Linked DNA regions of Mus musculus: region 1 is linked to region 2. The links are chromatin contacts, called in public Hi-C maps. All regions are on one chromosome and are shown on one strand. The core of a region is the stretch at or near the end of the contact, and the rest is flanking DNA. Distances in the headings are between cores, read along the strand shown.

Region 1 (3,665 bases), core at 802-3,301, 160 kb after region 2:
GCTCCAAAAAGATTTTCCAGAAAAAGCCAGGCACGCCAGCTCATACCTGGAATGCCAACATTCAGGAAGCTGAGGCAGGGCGTTGCCATCACTTAAAAGTTAGCCTGGGCTACACAGGGAGCACCAGGCCATCATGACCATGGCTGAGGCAAGAAAACCAAAATACCACACCACAACGAAGATGATGACGACAAGGATGGTGATGGTGAGAAGGAGGAGGAGGAGGAGGATGGCGGCAATAATAGTTAATAAATTCTTAAGATTCCCAGATAGCTGGAGGCTTTAAATCTTAGTTTTATGTCAAAAAAGGCCAAAGGTTATTTTCGAATGTAATAAAGCTCCCATGCAGACAATGAACAGACATCAAGAAATAGTCATTTATCAGGTAGAATTTGTGTCTGTGCTTCAGAAATCAGTGACGGTACAAGGGGTAGGGAGGATGGATCCAGTGCCTAAATAAAGAAGCCACATCCAAAGCAAGATGCTACTCGGCCTGCGTCCAACCTGGATAAGGACTCCTCTGCCTCTAGATGCTGGGCACAAACCGACACAGGCGCAGTGAACACAGGAAAGGCTTCAGGTGCATCCGAACCGTGACCTATGTGTGTCCACGTAGGACCAGAATGGCTATGAGATACAGCCCAACACAAGAGATTAAACTGATGATTCAGACGCCGAGCCATCAACCAGGCGCATACAAGAGCTGGTCCGAGGGCTCGCCTACACATATATACAGAGGAAGACTTCCTGGTCTGGCCTCAGTGTGAGAAGACGCATGTGCCTAACCCTCGAGAGACTTAAGGCCCCAGGGAGTGGGGAGGCCTGGTGCGAGGGGAAGGGGTGGAGACATCCTCGTGGAGAAGGGAGGAGGAGGAGGAGGAGGAATGGGATGAGGAACTGTGAGAGAGCAGACCCGGATGTGTAATGGCCAGACTGTAAAAAACATAAATAATAATAATAACAATAATAACAAACGTTGTGATTGGTTTCCTTTCAGATTTTCTCTTTGTCCATTCATTGAAGGGTTTTCGATCACGAACTGGGTAGGCCGAAATGCTGAAAGGTTGCCCACCAGCTACTAGAATGCAGTTCCTAGCGTCCTGGACTCAGCCTCCCCAGTGAGTGAACAGCAGCGCAATATGTGGTAGCCCTTGCTTAGAGAAAAGAAACGAAGGAAATTGACCCAGGATATAAATCTCAAGGGAGGGCAGGTTGGCGGAGCGCAGTTCCAGCACCCTGAGCCATGCTGTGGTTTGCTATTTACAATGATAGTGGATGTGTTTTGTTTTTTGTTTTGTTTTGTTTTTTACTATTACTGGTTGGTGTTTTGGTTTTGTTTGTTTGTTTTTAAAAACATTTCTCTATGTAGCCCTGGCTGTCCTAGAACTCCCTCTGTAGGCTAGGGTACCTTCAAACACTCGGAGATCCACCTGCTTCTGCTGATATTAAAGGTGTGCACCACCACCACCTGGCTGGTGGGTAAGTTCTTAGTCTGTCTCTTGGGTCTCCCACTTACAAAATGATAGTCCTTTACCTGCCTTAACATGGTTGTCATGGAGATTAGCATTTGGTGCACAGTAATCACCATTCAGAAAAGGGTTAATGAAATAAAATAAGAGGTAAACGTGGGTAAGCCCACTCCACAGGAAGCAAGGCCATTTGATATAAAGCAACCTGACACTTAAAAAGGAGTTTCTATTGAAAAATCAATCCAAAAGTGTGACAGGGCCACCTTAGAGAACCGTACCTTTAGTGCAAAAAAAACTGATGTTGCCTCTGACCATCAGAAAGATCTCAGGGGCATATGTATGATGCTCCCTCTGCCTTTAGGACGCCTTCAGTTCTAGCAGCTGCAGGAAAAGCTGGATTCAGTCATTAGCCAGAATTCAGAACTACCCTCTCCCAGTCCCCTCCCCCCTCCTCCCTCCCCCCTCCCCCCGCCATGAGTCACCTGAATCCACGTTGAACACAAAGGAAATTAACTGTGCCCTTCCCAGATGGCAAAGAGATTCACACTCTTTCTGAAAATGCTCATCTCGCCCAAATCTGTCTCCCCGCGGGAGACATGTGCCTGCTGCCTGAATACTCCAAAGGATTAAGGAAGGCTGTGTGCAGACTCTAATGGCTACATTTACTCAACAGTTATGGGAGAAATGAATATTTTGACACAAAACAACACTTCTACCTTCCCATTACCAATTCAACTATTCCCACGCCCCCAAAAAATAAAAAAATAAATAAAAAATAAAAAATAAGCCATTCTCCACTAGGAAAGATGACTACATTACCCACAGTGATCTATCTTAACAATTAAAGAAGGCCAGGGTACCCAGCATGTTCACATATCAATGGCTGGTGTATACTTCTCCTATCTGCTTTTCAAAAAGCCTTAAGAAAAACAAAAGCTGGGGAGTCTAGTTACCTGTACAGTCTCCATTGATGAACACTCTTCAAAACATCAATTGGCACTCTCGGCACCAGATCTGGTAAGAAACTAAGCAGAGTGCCTGACTGAAGTCAGCCCTAAAGATGTATGGTACTTGGTTCACATGCCGGCAGTCATCCTTATCAAACGGTACCCTGCCACCTCAGCATCACGAGGAAGGCTGGGGCTTACCCTGGGTCTTTATTTCTGTGTCAGATCTAGGATCCAGAGATGAGAAAGAGGGCTGGCTTCAGGAGTAAGCATACCATAAGCCAGTTGAGGGATCTGCACTAGTCATCGAGAACACAGAAATGTAGAGTGTGTGTGCACATGTGTGTAGAGGCCAGAGGTTCTGCTCCTGTCCATTCATCGAGAGCTATGCATCTTGTTTTTTGAGACTAGGTCTTTCATTCTCCTGGAACCCACCAAGTAGACTGAGCTGACTGGTCCCCAAAACTCAGGTGTTGCCCCGTGTCTACCTCACCAGAGCTGGGATTCTAAACATATGCCATCATACCTGACTTTTTTATTGATGTTCTCCCATGGACCACAGTGAACATGCATGGTTTTCACGGATGAGTTTAGGACAGGAAGGGAAGGAAGAAGGAAGAGGCGTCCAAAACGTGAATGTGTTGTGTACAAAGAGAAATGACAGACACAACCCCCTCCCTTAGCCCTTGGCACTATCTTTTTCTTTGTCTTCCCCATTCTTTGGATACGTGTGCCATGGCTATCTCCCTTCAGAAATGCTCCCATAGTTTGTGGACATTTCACATTAGCATCTTTTACAAGAACCAGCTCTGCCTCCCATGTGCCATTCCGTTTTGTTAGGAACTCAAGTCACCATGGGAATCTGTTACCCCAGCGATCCTTTCTAAGTTCTAAAAGCCCTCAAAGCCCTGAGCAGTACTATAGCTCCTCACAGCCTTCTCTTCATCACTTAATATCATCAGCATTGTTCAAGAAATTGGATTTCCTCCTGTTACCTTCTGACTTCTCCCTGGGTATGGTGGCTTGAATGTATATATATATATGGCCCCCAGGGGCTCAGAGAGCAGCACTATTAGGAGGTATGGCCTTGTGGGAGTGGGTGTGGCTTTTTTGGGAGGAAGTGCATCATGCTCAAGGCAGGCCCCAGTGTGGCACTCTCTCTTCCTGTTGTCTGCCAAGGCAGTTATAGAAGTCTCAGCTACCTTTCCAGCACCATGTAGACCTGTGTGCCACCATGCTTCCTGCCATG
Region 2 (3,652 bases), core at 1,140-3,639:
CCTCTGGCCTAGAGATAACAATTACACTTCCACTGATATACACTGGTAATCATTATTATGAGCTGTAAAATGACCAATAACTCCATGTCCCATGTGCCATTGTTAAAGGGGAATGACAATAAAACTCATACCATACCAAACCCTAGAAAGTCAGGGACTGTCACATCAACCAGTGAAGAGTCATCTGGTTTTTTAAAGGTGCTCTCTCTACGCTGGATATACCACCAGCCTGTGTTTGAACAGCCATTTCAGATCTCTTGGGCCAGAAAACGAACATCAAGCATTTAATGGGTCTCTTGGATTCATTTTTTGTTGTTGTTTTCATTGTAAGTGCTTCAAATTACAAGAGCAAATTGGGTGTTTGCAAGGTGGGAGCTAAGAATGGGTCATCTCTGAAGCATGCAAGACCACAATCACCCCAGTCTCCTCTGCCACTCAGCCCTTGTTCCTCACAGCAAGGCTGTCAGGCCACTCCCTCACATTCATCCATCCAAGCACACCCCAGCATCTACACCTCCAGAGAGAGCTTGATGTTCCCTGAAGAGACTCTCACACAACTGGCAGCTTGCTTTTCTCACCAAACAGATGATAAGCAAGTTTGCAGCACTTTCTTCAAGATGGGGGGATTGGGGGGAAGGTAGGGGGTTGTTGGAGTGGAGGTGGGAGATGGGGGATGGACTCATGTCCATCCCCCATCTTGAAGAAAGTGCTATCTCTCTGTGTGTGAACACACAGCAGAATACCACCTTCCACTCTTTTTTTCTCTTCTTTTCTTGCCCCTCCTCTCGCCTTCCCTTTTGTCTCACTGTTCAGGGACCTCACATTGACAGTCAGATATGCACTCTTCTGCCTTTTTCCTTGTGTCCCGAAATAGAATTAAGTACTTGTTGCACCCATGCTATCAGATAAGATTCACCATTCATGGTGCCCCTGAGAAAGGAAACCTACCCTAGTAAAAGAATCTACCCGGATTCCTCAACTGAGAAATGGAGATCCAAAAATCTACATTCCAGTCTAAAGCTCATCAAGAAGTAAATTTCCCACAGAGGAAACATTCGCCTCCACTTTGGTGGCGATGGAACAGCGGTTTAGGTAATAGTTTTAGGTTAGACAAAATACGAACGGAAACTAATCACCACATCAACTTGTGAACTGAATTCACTCACCAATAAAATTTAAAGTAGTTTAAATTCAGCAATTTTCCCTGCAGGTTCCCAACAGAAGCAAATACAACGTGATGGTTTATGTTCACTGTCAACTTTACTAGTTTAGAATCACCATGGAAACATGCCTCTGGGCATAGCTATTGGGTGTTTCTAGAAATATTGAAATGAGCAAGGAATATTCACCCTGAATGAAGATGACGGATGACATCCTATGGGTGGAGTCCCAGGCTGAAAAGGAGGAAGTGAGCTGAGCCCCAGCATGCATCTCTCTCTGCTTCCTGGCTGTAGGTTCCTTGTGACCAGCTGCATTGGGCTGCTGTCTGCGGCTCCTACCGCCATGAGTCCATACTATGACCTGGACTCTGGAACTGTGAACCAAGACAAACCTTTCCTCTTACATCACTTTCTGTCAGGTATTTAGTTATAACAATGAAGAGAATAACTAATACAGGTGGTCTAGAGAAATCTACGGCTATAGTGCTGACCAGGATTATGAGACTATTATAGATCCAAATTAGGAAGAGTTGGAACATAGAGGTAAAATATTAAGCAGGCAAATTATGTGGATTGTGTAGCTGGCTATTTGTAGCAATGACTATCACGCATATTTTGTCAATGGCCTAACTAATACCTTCCCAAATGTCTTCAAGGACATAGCCTGTTCCCTTTTACCCTCTTTTGTGGTTTCATGGCACTCCATGAGGAAGAACAGTGAAAGTCTATGCACCATTAACTTACAGATTGGGATATTTAGTGGATAGAAAGGTGGTGTGTCATCCATTATAGAACTTAAAGACAAATCAGAAGCCCAGCAGGATTGTCTGTATCAGGTATACAAGTATACTGTGCCCTGGGGCTGGGGGAACGGGTCTGGGTGCAAAGGACTCAAGAGTTAGGCCAAGTTTGATACATTCATCTTGGAGAAACCTCTGGGATCCAAAAGAAGCTTAAATGTATGACAAATAGATGTGGTGGGGCAGGGCACTGGCAACAAAAGCAGAAGTCTATATGGGGTACCTGTGGGTCCCCAGTAAAGAGCAGAGACAGTCACCCAATAAGGAAAATCCTATTTAAAAGACACTGTAAGGTTCCCAGACCACAGATGTGTGCTCACTTCTGACCACAAGAGTACAATGCAAAACTGTGAAGGGATGCCAACTGTGGCTTGGGAATGTAAAGTCAGTTCAAGATTGCCTGGGCTCAAGGCCATTCCTAGTCATTAACACATCTTGAAAGGGGTTTGAGACATGCAGAAGCAATTCCTCAAGTCTCTGCTGGCACCTACAGTTCGAGATAGGAATAGCAAAATAAAATCAGCAGGCATGAAAAGCCTACTCCAAACTGACCTACATTCGTGCTATTATATTTGCATAATTTTCATGTATGCATTCACACACACACACAAACACACACACACACACACATGGGGCCATTTGATATGTAGAGTTTACACAAGGCATCGCTTTCATTGAATTAAACTGATTCTAGGTTTGGCACTTTTCCCACGGTAAGCCAGTGTTGTCGAAATCAGATTTGTCACTTCATTAAACCTGAGCATTAATAGTCCCACCGCCTTCGGAGACATCTTTGTGTCTCGCTGAACCAGTTTGGAATGTCAGGGTGAAGAGACAAGTACTTTAAAGGATGGAGATGTTACAAATGAGACGAATTGCAAAGGCTTCTGTCTATAGAGTGGAAAACGTGACAACAATCTCATAGTGGATGAAGGGTAATTTAGTTAAGTGCAGTCTGAGCTTGAACGTTCTTAATAATTCCTGGGCTGGACATTATACCCACAACTTTAAAGGTGGTGGGAAAGTAAAGATTATCAACTAAAAGCATCATGGACACAAGCTTCTGGAAATGTCTAAATGAGGGAGTCTCTGCATTGAGTTGAGGTAGGAAGACCTAACCTAACTGTGAGCTCTTCCATGGGCTGGAATCCTGACCTGAATAAAAAAGAAAAGTGAGCATATATTCTCTCTCTCTCTCTCTCTCTCTCTCTCTCTCTCTCTCTCTCTCTCTCTCTCTCTCTCTCTCTCTCTCTCTCTCTCTCTCTCTCTCTCTCTCTCTCTCTCTCTCTCTCTCTCTCTCTCTCCCTCCCTCCCTCCCTCCCTCCCTCCCTCCCCGCCTCTTGCTTTTTCTCCCTCTCTCCCTTCCTCCTCACTCTCTCCCTTCCCCTTCCCCCCCTTTCTCCCTCCATCTCTCTCTTCTCTAGCTTTTCTGCTCTCTTGCCCTCTTACTCTCACTCTGTCCTCTCTCCTGATTGCAGATAACAAGCTGTCTGTTGGCCAGCTTCCATCCCTTCCTCACCAGGGTGGATCTTCTTCCCCCAAGAAATGATTAGCCAAAAAGAACCTTTCCTTCTTTGAGTTTGCTTTGCTTCTGGTGATTTCTCATAGCAACAGGAAAAACATGAAACAGAAGACCCAAGGCTCCCTTCCTGCAATAACAAGCATTATGTAGAACTTCCTGACCAATGTTCA

Evidence for each region. Hi-C and Micro-C count contacts between places; a contact is called where the count stands out from the background.
Region 1: a contact with region 2 is called in a Hi-C map of cerebellum, with 3 times the contacts expected there. The contact joins two enhancer-like sites. A contact is called at or near these places in 4 of 484 Hi-C or Micro-C datasets (cerebellar granule neurons, cerebellum and cerebral cortex).

The regions. Positions count from the first base shown.
Region 1 is chr10:66,737,185-66,740,849 of GRCm38.p6, forward strand. It overlaps the pseudogene Gm18777. Among named protein-coding and RNA genes, the nearest start is that of Gm31240, 6.6 kb to the right of the region's middle. Within about 2 kb of position 2,052, at least 3 of the 459 cell types and tissues checked have an H3K27ac peak or open chromatin away from gene starts, as enhancers often do. A contact at or near this core is called in cerebellum, where this site is marked.
Region 2 is chr10:66,572,617-66,576,268 of GRCm38.p6, forward strand. No RefSeq gene overlaps it. Among named protein-coding and RNA genes, the nearest start is that of Gm40677, 62 kb to the left of the region's middle. Within about 2 kb of position 2,390, at least 7 of the 459 cell types and tissues checked have an H3K27ac peak or open chromatin away from gene starts, as enhancers often do. A contact at or near this core is called in cerebellum, where this site is marked.